2 separate regions of the Mus musculus genome follow, and region 2 is linked to region 1. The links are chromatin contacts, called in public Hi-C maps. All regions are on one chromosome and are shown on one strand. The core of a region is the stretch at or near the end of the contact, and the rest is flanking DNA. Distances in the headings are between cores, read along the strand shown. Region 1 holds the start of Psip1 (PC4 and SFRS1 interacting protein 1). Region 2 holds the start of Rraga (Ras-related GTP binding A).

Region 1 (5,861 bases), core at 1,463-3,962:
CTGTAGAATGGGAAGAAATTTGCTTGGGTTTTGTCTCAGCACATTTAAATTGGTCTGTCTCTCTCTGGCTAGCTGGTTACAGTTCTGGAAAGTGTATTCTTTCTCCTGTGGGGGAGAAACAAAGCTTTGCCAGTGGCTTAAACACACCCAGCCACTTCCATCCCCCCCTTCTCCCTCCCCCCCTTCTCCCTCCCCCCCTTCTCCCTCCCCCCCTTCTCCCTCCCCCCCCCCCCACTTAGATTCAGAACTGTTGTTCTCAGGGATCCTGGCCCTTTGTTCTCTGGGGGCTTAAATCACCACCTGTTTTGCCTTGATTTAAAAGGTGTCTCCAGTTGTTTCAGACAATTTCTAACTGACATTGTCAAAATGTGCAGCTAGAGAGTGTATCACATTGGTTCACTACTAATACATCAAGTGCATTTCCACTTCCCTTAAAAAAATTTTTTTTTTTTTAATTTCCCAATTATCCCCACTCACAGTACCCATCTCTGTTAGTTGTTGGCATGGCTATTTAGCACTAACACAAGGTATCTCCTAATAGAATTATAGATCTTCTTGTGATATTCTTTATGTGTCTCTCTCTTTCAGAGAGAGCTTTGCCTACAGGTTGGCCTCTAATTTCCATATTCTAGCCTGAGTTTTACTGGTGACCTGAATTTAATCATGGGACCCACGTGGTAGAAAGAGACCCAGGTGTTGTCTCCTGATCTCCATAGGCAGTGTCCCCCCCCCCCCCCAAAAAAAAACCAATGTGGGATATCTTGTTAAAAATGTAGATTAGTAGACGGGGGGGGGGGGGGGGGGGGGGGGGGGGGCTGAGCTGAGCTGCTCACAAGGCCTCAGGTGAAGCCCATGATGTGGAGTCTGACCACAACTGGAGTTTCAAAGCCTTATGGAGTTGGAGACAATGGGAGGGGGAGGTGTACACACACACACACACACACACACACACACACACACACACACACACACACACACACACGATAGCTGGGTGACTTGGGATTAGAGACTTCCCTTTAAGACAGCTTTCTGTTCTTTCAGGTCCATGATTTAGCTGACGACCATTTCTGTAATTACTTAGTTGTGCTCCTCCACCTTTTTTTCTTCCCTTCTTAATCAACAGTCACATAAAAAAAGGGCTCCCTCTGCTCACATCTGCACTGAAACGCCAAGCATCCAGTTTTAAGCAATCAGTTTTATCCCCCTTCTTACCATGCAACCTTGGATAGCCCCCAAAGCACACAACCTAAGATTCACGGTGAGAAGCTTGAAGACATATCACCAATAATTTCCTTTCTTTCTTTTAGCTCCATGCGGAGCCCTCTGCACGATGCACATCTACAGTGGCCTGCTTGCTAGGCATTTAACATTGGGGTGCCAGATTTCCTTTTAAAGACATGCAATATTCCTTTTATAAATAAAGCCCTGAATTTTTGCCTATTCAAACAAAGCTCTTCCTGAGTCTCAGCTGTGAGTCTTTATTTAAAGCAGTATTATTGCTTACACATTTTAATATTCTTAATATCTTTAATATTTTTAGCCTGTTTGATATAGGAAATACCTAATCTTGTTCCTAGCTGTATATTCAACACCAAACAGTGCTCTATTCTAAACAGGATTTTGGAGAGATTCAATGAAGGATGAAACAAAAGACTTATTTTTTCTTAATACTTTAATGTCTTCTAATTTGCCACATCCTTACTTATTGGGAACCTGGATGTTAATGGATAAATAATATTAGTTCTGCTAGAGTAAAGATCGTAAAAGTCAACCCATTTCAGAAGGTGTATTACAAAATATTAAAAGCATCCACTGGCTAAAGGATCAAAAATAAGTTCACCTTTAAATACCCTTTAAGAGAATTTTAAATGATGAAATATTTAGGTGTTAGTAACTCTTCTCTCCTGTATCACCTACCACCATATATATCACTTTTCTAGGGAAATAGAATTTTAAGTGCAGGGCTAAAATTTAGATTGGGCCCAAATCCACATCCTAACTAACAAGCTAACTACGCTTTCTCTGTCATTGTTTTATATCCTTGACGTTTTGCATTCAATGGGATTGTGTTTTCGTTAACGGTTCTCCGCGGTTGAAATATCAGGGAAATGAAATAGGGCTTTCTCATGTTTCAGTCCCAAGAAAAGGAGACTGCAAAGCCCATTCTGCGAGGTGTAAGAGGCCTACAAGGTGCACACCCTGCAACTGCTTCATATTCCAATTTCATCTCTGGGATTTTGCACAGCTCTTCATTTTGGGGATGATGTAAACTGCGCAGGAGCACTACAGTACTCGCACCAAGGAGAAGGATGCGAGAACAAGCACCTTGGGCTGCCACATTCTCTTAAACATGCAGCCGTGGGCTACAGGCCCGGATACCCGCCCCCAAACCGGGTCCACAACAATCGTTTCCTCCCTCCCCGTCTTTTACATACAGTACACATACAAATACACACACGCAGAGCAGCCAGCAGGGGCGGGCCGGGCGCGACCACTGTGCCAGCCGTGGGGGGGGTGGAGGAGAGGGACAGCTCCCGCGTGCCTCTCTCCGGGCCTCCCCTCTCCCTCCCCTCCCACGGCATCTGCTTGCAATTGGTCGCAACCAGGGGCACCTGTGGGCTCTAGGGGACTCAGGCCCTCAGCTCCCGAGCCACGACGCTCGGCGGCTGTAGCGCCACCCGTGCCTGCGCGAGCACTTGGTACGGCCCAGCGCTAGCGGGCGCCGAGCGGGAGCCGCGCGGGAGCGGCGTAGCGACATCGGCGGCGGTGGCGGTGGCGGTGGCGGTTGCAGCTCGGAGCCGTTGAGACGCCTCTGCGGCAGCTGGTGGCGCAGGTGGCCGGCGTGGACGTGGGCAGGAGCGGCCAGCGCGCCCCGCAGCCCCAGCGCCGCCGCCCGGCAGGTGAGAGCCGCCCCGCCCCCGCTCGGCGCGGATGGGAAGCGGGCGGCCGCGCTCGCAGCCTCCCTCCTCTCCCCGCCGCGCCCCTCCCTCGTGGGCTGCGGCCCGTGGGAAAAGCCCTGGGAGCGCCGGGGTGGGAGGCCGGCGGCCGGGTGGCGGGCAGCATCCCTGCCTCAGGTGGCCGCGACCGCAGGCCCCGGCGCTGCTCGGGGCCGAGGCCGCGCTCTGTCCGAGGAGGCGCGCAGGCGGCTCCCCCTCCCCCTCCGCCGCCTCCCCTCCCCCTGCCCTCCTCCCCGCGGCCCCTCCCTGGGGTTTGCGCTTTAACCGCCCTCCCTGCTGTCCCTCGCAGGCGCGTCGGGACACCCCGAGGCATCCTCCCCCGCCCGCGGGCCCGCCAGTCCCAGCTCGCGTCTGTGCTCTCGCATCTCCTGATCGCGGCTGCGCTGCTCCCCCTTCTGGTCTTGGGACTCCCGGCGTCGCCCCTCAAACATGACTCGCGATTTCAAACCTGGAGACCTCATCTTCGCCAAGATGAAAGGTTATCCTCATTGGCCAGCTCGAGTAAGTGATTTGTAGCCCCGGTGTAGCGGTGCGGCCTGCCTCCCATCGTTTCTTCTCGGCTTCCTTTCAGTCCTTCCTCTCCTTTTCTCTTTACCGTTACTTGGAACCTTTCATTTTAGCTTTCTTTCTTTTTTTTTTTTTCTGTATACTCACGTACAATTGTAAAATTCTAGGTTTTCCTTCATATCCGCGGCGGTTTCCCTTTTTGAGTCTCTGACAGGTGTTCTATATAGCAGTTTTTGGGGATGACATTCAATTAACGTTTCATTGAGGCGAAATCATCAAGTAGGATTTTTGTGAGTTGAAATCATGACATTTCCTTAAAATTTGGAATTTTGAACAAAATACAAAGCGTCAACGAAAAATGCAGACTCCAAGCCCTTGCATGTCAGCTGTGGTTTAGGTTGCTTCGTACCGATTTGCAGTTGGCGGCTCATTTGGATCTTTAGATTCACAGTCTTTGGCTTTATGACCTTGAAGATGTTGTTTTCCATTTTTTGTTCTCCATAGCCAAAGGGAGAAGTAGACCGGACACTGGATTAACCTAACTGGAGAAGTCCTAAGGGCTCAAGATGTTACATTAAACAGCCGAGCTCCATTTTCAGGAAAAAAAAAATAGGTTTTTTTTGTTAGTTTATAATGGTGTCAAGGTTCAGAATACTATAGATAAGACTTAAAGAAGGTTATTAGATAAACTCAAAAATAGACTCATGTTCTAAAATTGTAATTATTTTTTCATACAACCTATTTTTTATTTTCATTTTCAAGACAGTTTCTCTGTGTAGCGCTGATTGTTCTGGAACTCACTCGTAGACCAGGCTGGCTTCAAACTCGGAGATCTACCTGCCTCTGCTTCTGGAGTGCTGGGACTAAAGGCGTACACTACCACTGCCTGGCTATTTTTTTTATGCACGTAACTAATTTAATCTTTGAAAGGTATTACTTAAAAATAATGAATTCCATCGTTGGGTTCTGACAGCTGTGTATGAGTACTGACTTAGACTGCTCCCTAACTTCCCATCCTCCTGGGGTACCTTGTTTGGTAGAGCCTTAATCCTCAGCCTTGTCTATATAATTGGTGTTCTTGTTTTCCTATAGGAAAACTTGTAAATTACTGCTGTGTGTGTGCTTTGACCGTTACATATGTTGCAAACGTCTTTAGGGCAGTGACCTAAAGCTGAATTTCTTTATCCTGCTGCTCTTACATAGTCATGCACTTGGAAAACACTGCCTTTCAACTTTACAGAAGACTCGCTAGGCTTGGGAAGGTTTCAAGGCCCCCAAGAGACACTTGATGATTCTAGGTATCCTGATTTTGAGCTGTTAAAAATCATGGTTATCTGATACTCATATTCTAAGTTCCATGCCCCAATGTAGTTAGAGGCCAGGTGTAAATACTTTAAATTTTTTTCTGACTTTGACAGCTAGAGAAATGGCTCCGTGGTTAAGAGGACTCGCTGCTCGGTGGACCTAATTCGGCACTTATCTCAGGCAGCTCACATCCACAGTGATCTGTCTGTGATGACAGGGCAGTGTCACCACCTGCACTCTGCACACAGCCATGTGCAGGCACACACACCTACATCTAATTAAATAAGATCTTTTTTAAATTGTCTTCTTACCTCTTGCAGTATGTTACAGGCTAAGAGTTGTTGCTGGTAAAAGTGAAAATAGCCTTTGGAGAATCATTTTCCTCTTTTTTTCTTCAAAATTAACAATTTTTTAAAGTTCTGTGTTTTGGGTGTTTTGCCTGCATGTGTGTCTACACCACTTCCATAACTTGAGACTATGAAAAAAACTGTCAGGAGCTGCTGTGTGGTACCAAACTGAACCAGGGTCCTCTTAACCACTAAGCCGTCTCTCCAGTGACAAGTTCTACTTGTGATTAGTTCATCTGGATTGGGATAGGACATTTTTGTCTTTTTTCCCTTGTTTTCTTTTTCTTAGAAGCAGCTGAATTTGGTTTTTACATACTTTAAGAATTACAGAGTGAGTTCCAGGGCTACACAGAGAAACTCCTCCAACCCTGTCCCCCCAAAAGATTTACATGTTTTTTCATTCTTAGATATTCTTAATCTTTGCTGTAGAGAATTTAAGAGTATTTAAATATTTAAGGTCTCAACTGTAAGGGTGACATCTCATATCCCATCATTTATTTTTAACTTGTACAAATTGAAATAGAATTGTTAATTAACAACACCTAATACTTCCTTTCAATGTTCTTTAAACACTGGGAATTAATGCCTTCAGTTTTGGATCCTGCTTGCCTTTATGTTCCTTATTTTCTCCTCTGTGTATGTTTGCATCTGTGTGTGTGTGTACCACATGCATGTGAGTACTAGAGGTGATCTCCCCCCCCCCCCCCCCCGCGCCTACTCCAGGAGCCTGAGTTAGGTGAGCATA
Region 2 (5,861 bases), core at 902-3,401, 3.1 Mb before region 1:
GCTATGTCCCTAGCATAAGAACTTGTTGGGACTGGGGTCTCATGTATCTCTGGCTAAACATCCCAACAACCTTAAAACACCCAATACTGCCTTCACCTGGGATTACAGGCATGCACCACTAGCACCAGGCTTTTATGTGCCTCTGGTGGTGGATCCCAGATCTTGTGAATTCGTGGCAAGCTATATACCAGTTGAGCTACATTATATAAATATCTAGTCCTTGAATTAGTTTTAAACTTTTTAAATGTGGATGGATGTTCTGCTTGCACCAGCTGTGTGCCTGGTGTTTGTAGAGGCCAGAGGGTGTTGGATTCCCTAGGACTGGAATTACACATGGTTGTGAACTGTCATGTGGATGCTAGGAATTAAACCCAGGTATCTGGAAAAGCAGATAGTGCTGTTAACCAGAGTCACTATTCCAGCCCCTTGAGTCTTTACCACTACTACATCTGCTACCAAGCATTGCCAATTTGCCAGCTAAATGATACTTGAGGATAATCAGAATCTATAAAGTACCTGCAAATTATTTCAAACAACATTTTAAATTGCTAATAAGTTTATTCATGATTGAAACCAAGGAGGATTTAGAAATACATTTTAATATCTTGCTGATAAAATAGTAACATTCCACCTTTGTGATCTGATAATACAGAAGATAACTGCTTTAATACTCTATTATAACCAGGTAACCAGAACACACACACATACACACACACCCACCCACACCCCACCTACTTTAGTGTTAACACCACACTAACTTTTCATAAAGGCCGTCTTGAAGATCTCTACTTGATAGCTGAGTAAATAGCGTCCAATACTAAGACTAGGGAAGAGATGAGATAGTAAGCACACGTTTCAAGCTCACTTTTAAGCACATGACATTATGAATATTAAAGACAAATGATGCAAAAAAAAAAAAAACACCGTAATTCAGCATTTTACTAAAGAGCATTTGGCATTATTTCAACGCATGAGGAGGCTGTGCTTGGGCCCATCTACTCTTTCTAGCTTCTCAAAGTGTTTCCTGGCATTACGAATGTTGATCAGAGTAGCTGCAGAAGGGATGGATGGATCTGACATGACCACCATCACGTACGTGTTTGATGTAAAGATGTCGATGAAGGCAGCGAAGTTAGAATTCCTCACTTCCATGCTCTGGAAAGAAGCGGCCAATTTACTGCAGCTCAGCTTAAACTGCTTGATGATGTTGCTGATCTTCTCAAAGCGGTGCACATCTCGCTGCTCTTTGCACTGGTAGTGGGAAATCACCAAGAACGTAGCTCTCTCGAACAGCAGAACTTCATCAGCCTCAATAATCTGGGCAAAATTCCTTAGGTTCATCTCCAGCTGCTGAACGTTGGGGATCAGCTGATAGACGATGCTGGACCAGGCTTTGTAGAGCGTCTCATCCCAGATGGACGTTCGAAAACAAGCGCACTCCAGCGGGCGAGACAAACGCCTCAGGTCTTCCTCTCGCTCTTTAAAAATCAGGTCACGTTGATCTTCCTGAACCAGATCCATTTTGTGCACCAGGCAGAAGATTTTGGCGTCAGGTGAATTCTGGAGGATGGCTTCCAGACACGATTGGTAATAATGCATATCTTTTTCCAGTTCGCGGCTCTCTACGTCAAACACGTATATCAGAACCTCCACATTACGGAAGATGTTGTCCCGCTGGCTGGTGAAGTAATTTTCCATAAAGGTGTCCTGGCCGCCACAGTCCCACAGGTTCAGCACCAGGTTCCCCAAGAATCGGACGTGGGAGTGCTCCACGTCGATGGTGGCACCCAGGCGCCTAGTGTCGCGCGCAATATAATTTGCAAAGATGATCGACCTCATGCTGGTCTTCCCCGACCCGCTCTTTCCCATCAACAGCACCTTTTTCTTCATGGCTGTATTGGGCATCACCTGCCGGCGTCGCCACGGACTGGGCCTGAGGCACGGCCTAACGGCGGACCGACCAAGGATGGGGACGGCGGGACACCGAGCACCGACCGGCAGCGGAGGCCGTGCACGCGAGCTGGGGGCAGGAAAGACCGCGGCGAGGCGAGGTCTCAGAAAACAGCGCCCGAGGCAATGGCCACAGCCGCTCCGAGCTAGCGAGAGCAGACCAGTGATGTGATCAGCTTCGGCCCGGCCGCCACCCACTTCCCGCCGGCATCTCGCGAGAACTCCGAGGGCCTGCCGCCACCCACTTCCGGTGGCGACATCGCGAGAACGTCGGCTACTCCTTTGAGACCCTTGGAATTCTAAGAAACTGCTTCTTCCATTGCAATCTAGCGCACAGCGAGTTAAAATGAAAGGGCGAGCCCACGCTGGGGTTTTGTTCTGCTTGGGTTGCCCTGGGTCTTTGCAGAAGGGGTCGAGTGAACCTGGGAGGGAGAATGCTGCCCCCGCGTGGCCAAAAGTCCTCACACGCCCACTGCCATTATCACCTCAGAGAGATAATAGTGCTGTAGGCTTGACAATCAGGCAGGTAGAGGAGCGGGGATGACAAATGAAAACCAGCAGAAAGAGATTTCGAAAAACTAATTGCCCAGGGCTAGGCAGTTCCTTACCAGGGAGACATCCTGATTCCTTGTTCTTTTTACCTCAGCTTGAGAATGTGTAATTAGAATCCAAAACTCGAGTAGAGGGTAATATGGAACACCATGCAATAGCTTCGTCCTCACGGTTACCGTGTGAACAACTGTTTTCAAACCTGAGGGGGTTAACGAGTCTGAGTGCCTTAGAAGGTCTGCTCACTTAGCCATAGGCCACATGGCCTCAAGCCTTTAAGAAGAGATAAGCAGTGTCATCCAGTAAGTTGAGGCTGAGTCAGTAGAATTACCAGGGCACGTCATATTCCTAAATTAGGACACTGCATCCTTATTGTAAAGCCCTTTCCAGGTTGTATACTACACTGTACCAATGAAGACATTTTCTCACTTATTCATTCAAAAATTGGATGTTGGGGCTAGAGACATAGCTTATCATTTAAGCCATGGTCTCCCGCACAGATATGGTGCACACACACACACACACACACACACACACACTGCTCTTCCAGAGAACCTGGGTTTGCTTCCCAGCACCACTGTGACTCCTTGAAACTGTAACTTCAGTCCAGGGGATGATGCCTTCTTTCAACCTCTGTGGGCACTGCATGCATATGATGCATAGACACACAGGCAAAATATGAATTTACATAAATAATGTTTACAATATGCAAGAAAATTCAAAAGTGGGCTGGCAAGATGGCTAAGCGGGTAAGAGCACTGACTGCTCTTCTGAAGGTCCTGAGTTCTAATCCCAGTAACCACATAGTGGCTCACAACCACCCCGTAATGAGATCTGATGCCCTCTTCTGGTGTGTCTGAAGACAGCAACAGTGTACTTATCTATAATAATAAATCTCTGGGCTGGAGTGAGCAGAGGTCCAGAATTCAATTCCTAACAACCACATGAAGGCTCACAAGCATCTGTGTAGCTACAGTGTACTCATATACATAAAAAAAGACAATTTAAAAGTAATCATTGTTGCAGGATATTTGATCACACTGAACCCTGAGAGTGTATTGTTTACTAAAAGACAAACAAAAACAAAAAAACGATTTCTAGTTGTGATGTGGCTCAGTCATAGCACACACCTTTAATTCCTCTGGTTAGAATACAGATATGCCCTTAGAACACACTTTTAATCCCAAACAGTGAAGGTAAAGTTAGTTTGTAGAAGAAAGCACCTTGTTTGAAAGTTATGTCTAATTGAGTGGCAGACAAAGTAACAAATCAGAGAAAGATTTGACAGAATAGGCTACACCCAGCTCTCAAGAGGAGAGGGGAAAGAGGTTACATAACCAATAGCAGCACACACACACACACACACACACACACAGAGAGAGAGAGAGAGAGAGAGAGAGAGAAAGAGAGAATCTACCAGGACAGTTACAAAGAGAAAAGGTTGAAAAGAGAGAGCAAGCTAAACACAGGGGAAGGCAGAGGAGCCAGAGACTGAGAAGGAGTCAGAAGATTAGAACAGATTGCCAAAATCAGTATGAGGCCAAGCAGAGCAATTAAGAAAAGGCCGAGAGAGAGAAGCCAGATTGAATCAGTCAGTTTGGAGAGGAGTTTGAGCCAGAACAGCTGAGTTGACCAGCCAGCCAGAGATCAGAACAGGAAAAGGTGAGCTTATTCAGCAGTAAGTCTCACAGGCAGGAAACATTCTAGCCCTAGATTAGATTGTATGGAAGCTAGAAGCTTCTAGGACCTGGCCTAGGTTAGCAGACAGAGACAGTAAGCCTTGGGGATGACAATAGGAGTAGAAAAGATACATTTACAAGCCATTGCTCCCTTTTATGCATTATTTAGTTAGTGTGTGTGCGTGTGCATGTGCACGTGCATGTATGTTGAAATAGATGTCTTACTTAGGGCTGGCCATTCAGTAGTCACTCTCAGTTCTTTGACCAGTTATGAGTCTCTGCACTAATTGCTGCCCACTACAGAGAATCTGCTCTGGTTGAGGCTGAGGACAGAACTAATCTATATGTAAACATAAATATTTAGAAGGGAGTTGGGCATGCCCATTTAGCAAGATAACTTGTAGGTTCCTCAAGTTTACAGTACCAGACATGAATTCTCTCCTTTGCAACAGGCTTCAGATCCAATGCAAAAGCAGTTGGTTACCTCATAACCTTTGTGTTGCTATTGTACCAGTGGGCATGGCAGGTTGGTGTTATAGCCTTCAGGGTTCACCACTGGGTAGTATCACTGACGACTTCCCCTGCAGTCTGCTTAGTTAGTACCCTCTGGCACACGAAAACTCGCCAGCAGGGAGGAAGGCTTTAGGTCTGTTCCAGCTCGATGCCCCCTCCCCTGCCCCTAGTTTGATGTCTTTATGCTCTGCAACCAAAATATATTCTGTCTCGAGCAATAGTGTCTTACTATCTAGTTATGGTCAGTAACCAAGAGCAACCGCAATCACCAGTGTTGTTTGGGGAGCCTCTGGGGCCTTTCTGACCCTGATCCCAGGTCTGGAACTGAGTTTTTGTTTAATAACACACATCTTCTGGGGGAAGTTTTGACTACCCATGCTGGGTACCTGTGTTTAAAGTTACACGCACATTTTAATTAGCCTACACATAGTGGGTCTTCATAAATGCTTTCCTTAGATCCTTTGTTTTGGTTAACAAACTCCTCCCTCATGCTGTACCCCGACCCAATCACTGCTTAAAGTTTTAGCCTCCAGTATTCTCCCCCCTCTATTTTCCTATTGTATGTATTCTATATACCCTCACCCATGAAGAGCCCTCACCCCTACATGGCCCTTTTTAGCTTCCTGAGTTTGACATGTACTCCCAAGTAAGCACAGATCTGAAAGTTCAATAGCCTTTGTTCTGAACATTTAGTGTTTTAATTTTGTCAGATGTGTGTGTGTGTGTGTGTGTGTGTGTGTGTGTGTGTCTGCCTGTCCATCTGTGTGAGTGTACACCACTTGTGCATCAGAGAAGGCACTGAATTCTGAACCAAGGTTACAGGCAGTGGAGAGCCACCTTAGCTAGGTGCTGGAAACCAAACTTGACTCCTCTAGAGGAATGAGGAATACTAATTGTAGTGAGGATTTTTGTTTTCTAGTTGGGGGGTTGGAAGGGATTGGGGTAAAGAAAGATGGTAAGAAAAAGATCCCACTAAAATAACCAGAAGGCCAGCTACAACTGATAACTCCTGAACTCCCAGTCCCAAGTAGTTTAGTTGTCATATGGTGAGAGGAGTCTCTTTTCTGATCTGTCTGTGTGGTGTTGTAAATGCCTTGTGTGTCTGGACTGGCATCTCCTTTCCTAAATCTGGGATTTTTTTTTTCCTGCTTGGTTCCCTTGAAAACACTT

The links. A called contact is a pair of places that touch in the nucleus more often than the background predicts.
Region 2: a Hi-C map of B cells shows a contact between it and region 1, with 7 read pairs. The contact joins the promoter of Rraga here to the promoter of Psip1 in region 1. A contact is called at or near these places in 1 of 39 promoter capture datasets (cranial neural crest) and 2 of 484 Hi-C or Micro-C datasets (B cells and pro-B cells).

Annotation. Positions count from the first base shown.
Region 1 is chr4:83,483,314-83,489,174 of GRCm38.p6, reverse strand. Psip1 (PC4 and SFRS1 interacting protein 1) reads left to right here and starts at 2,712. Exons shown (of 16, transcript NM_133948.6): 1 at 2,712-2,900; 2 at 3,247-3,458. The coding sequence starts at 3,387.
Region 2 is chr4:86,571,963-86,577,823 of GRCm38.p6, reverse strand. It overlaps Rraga (Ras-related GTP binding A), which reads right to left and starts at 2,151. Exons shown (of 1, transcript NM_178376.3): 1 at 539-2,151. The coding sequence starts at 1,905. The coding sequence ends at 964.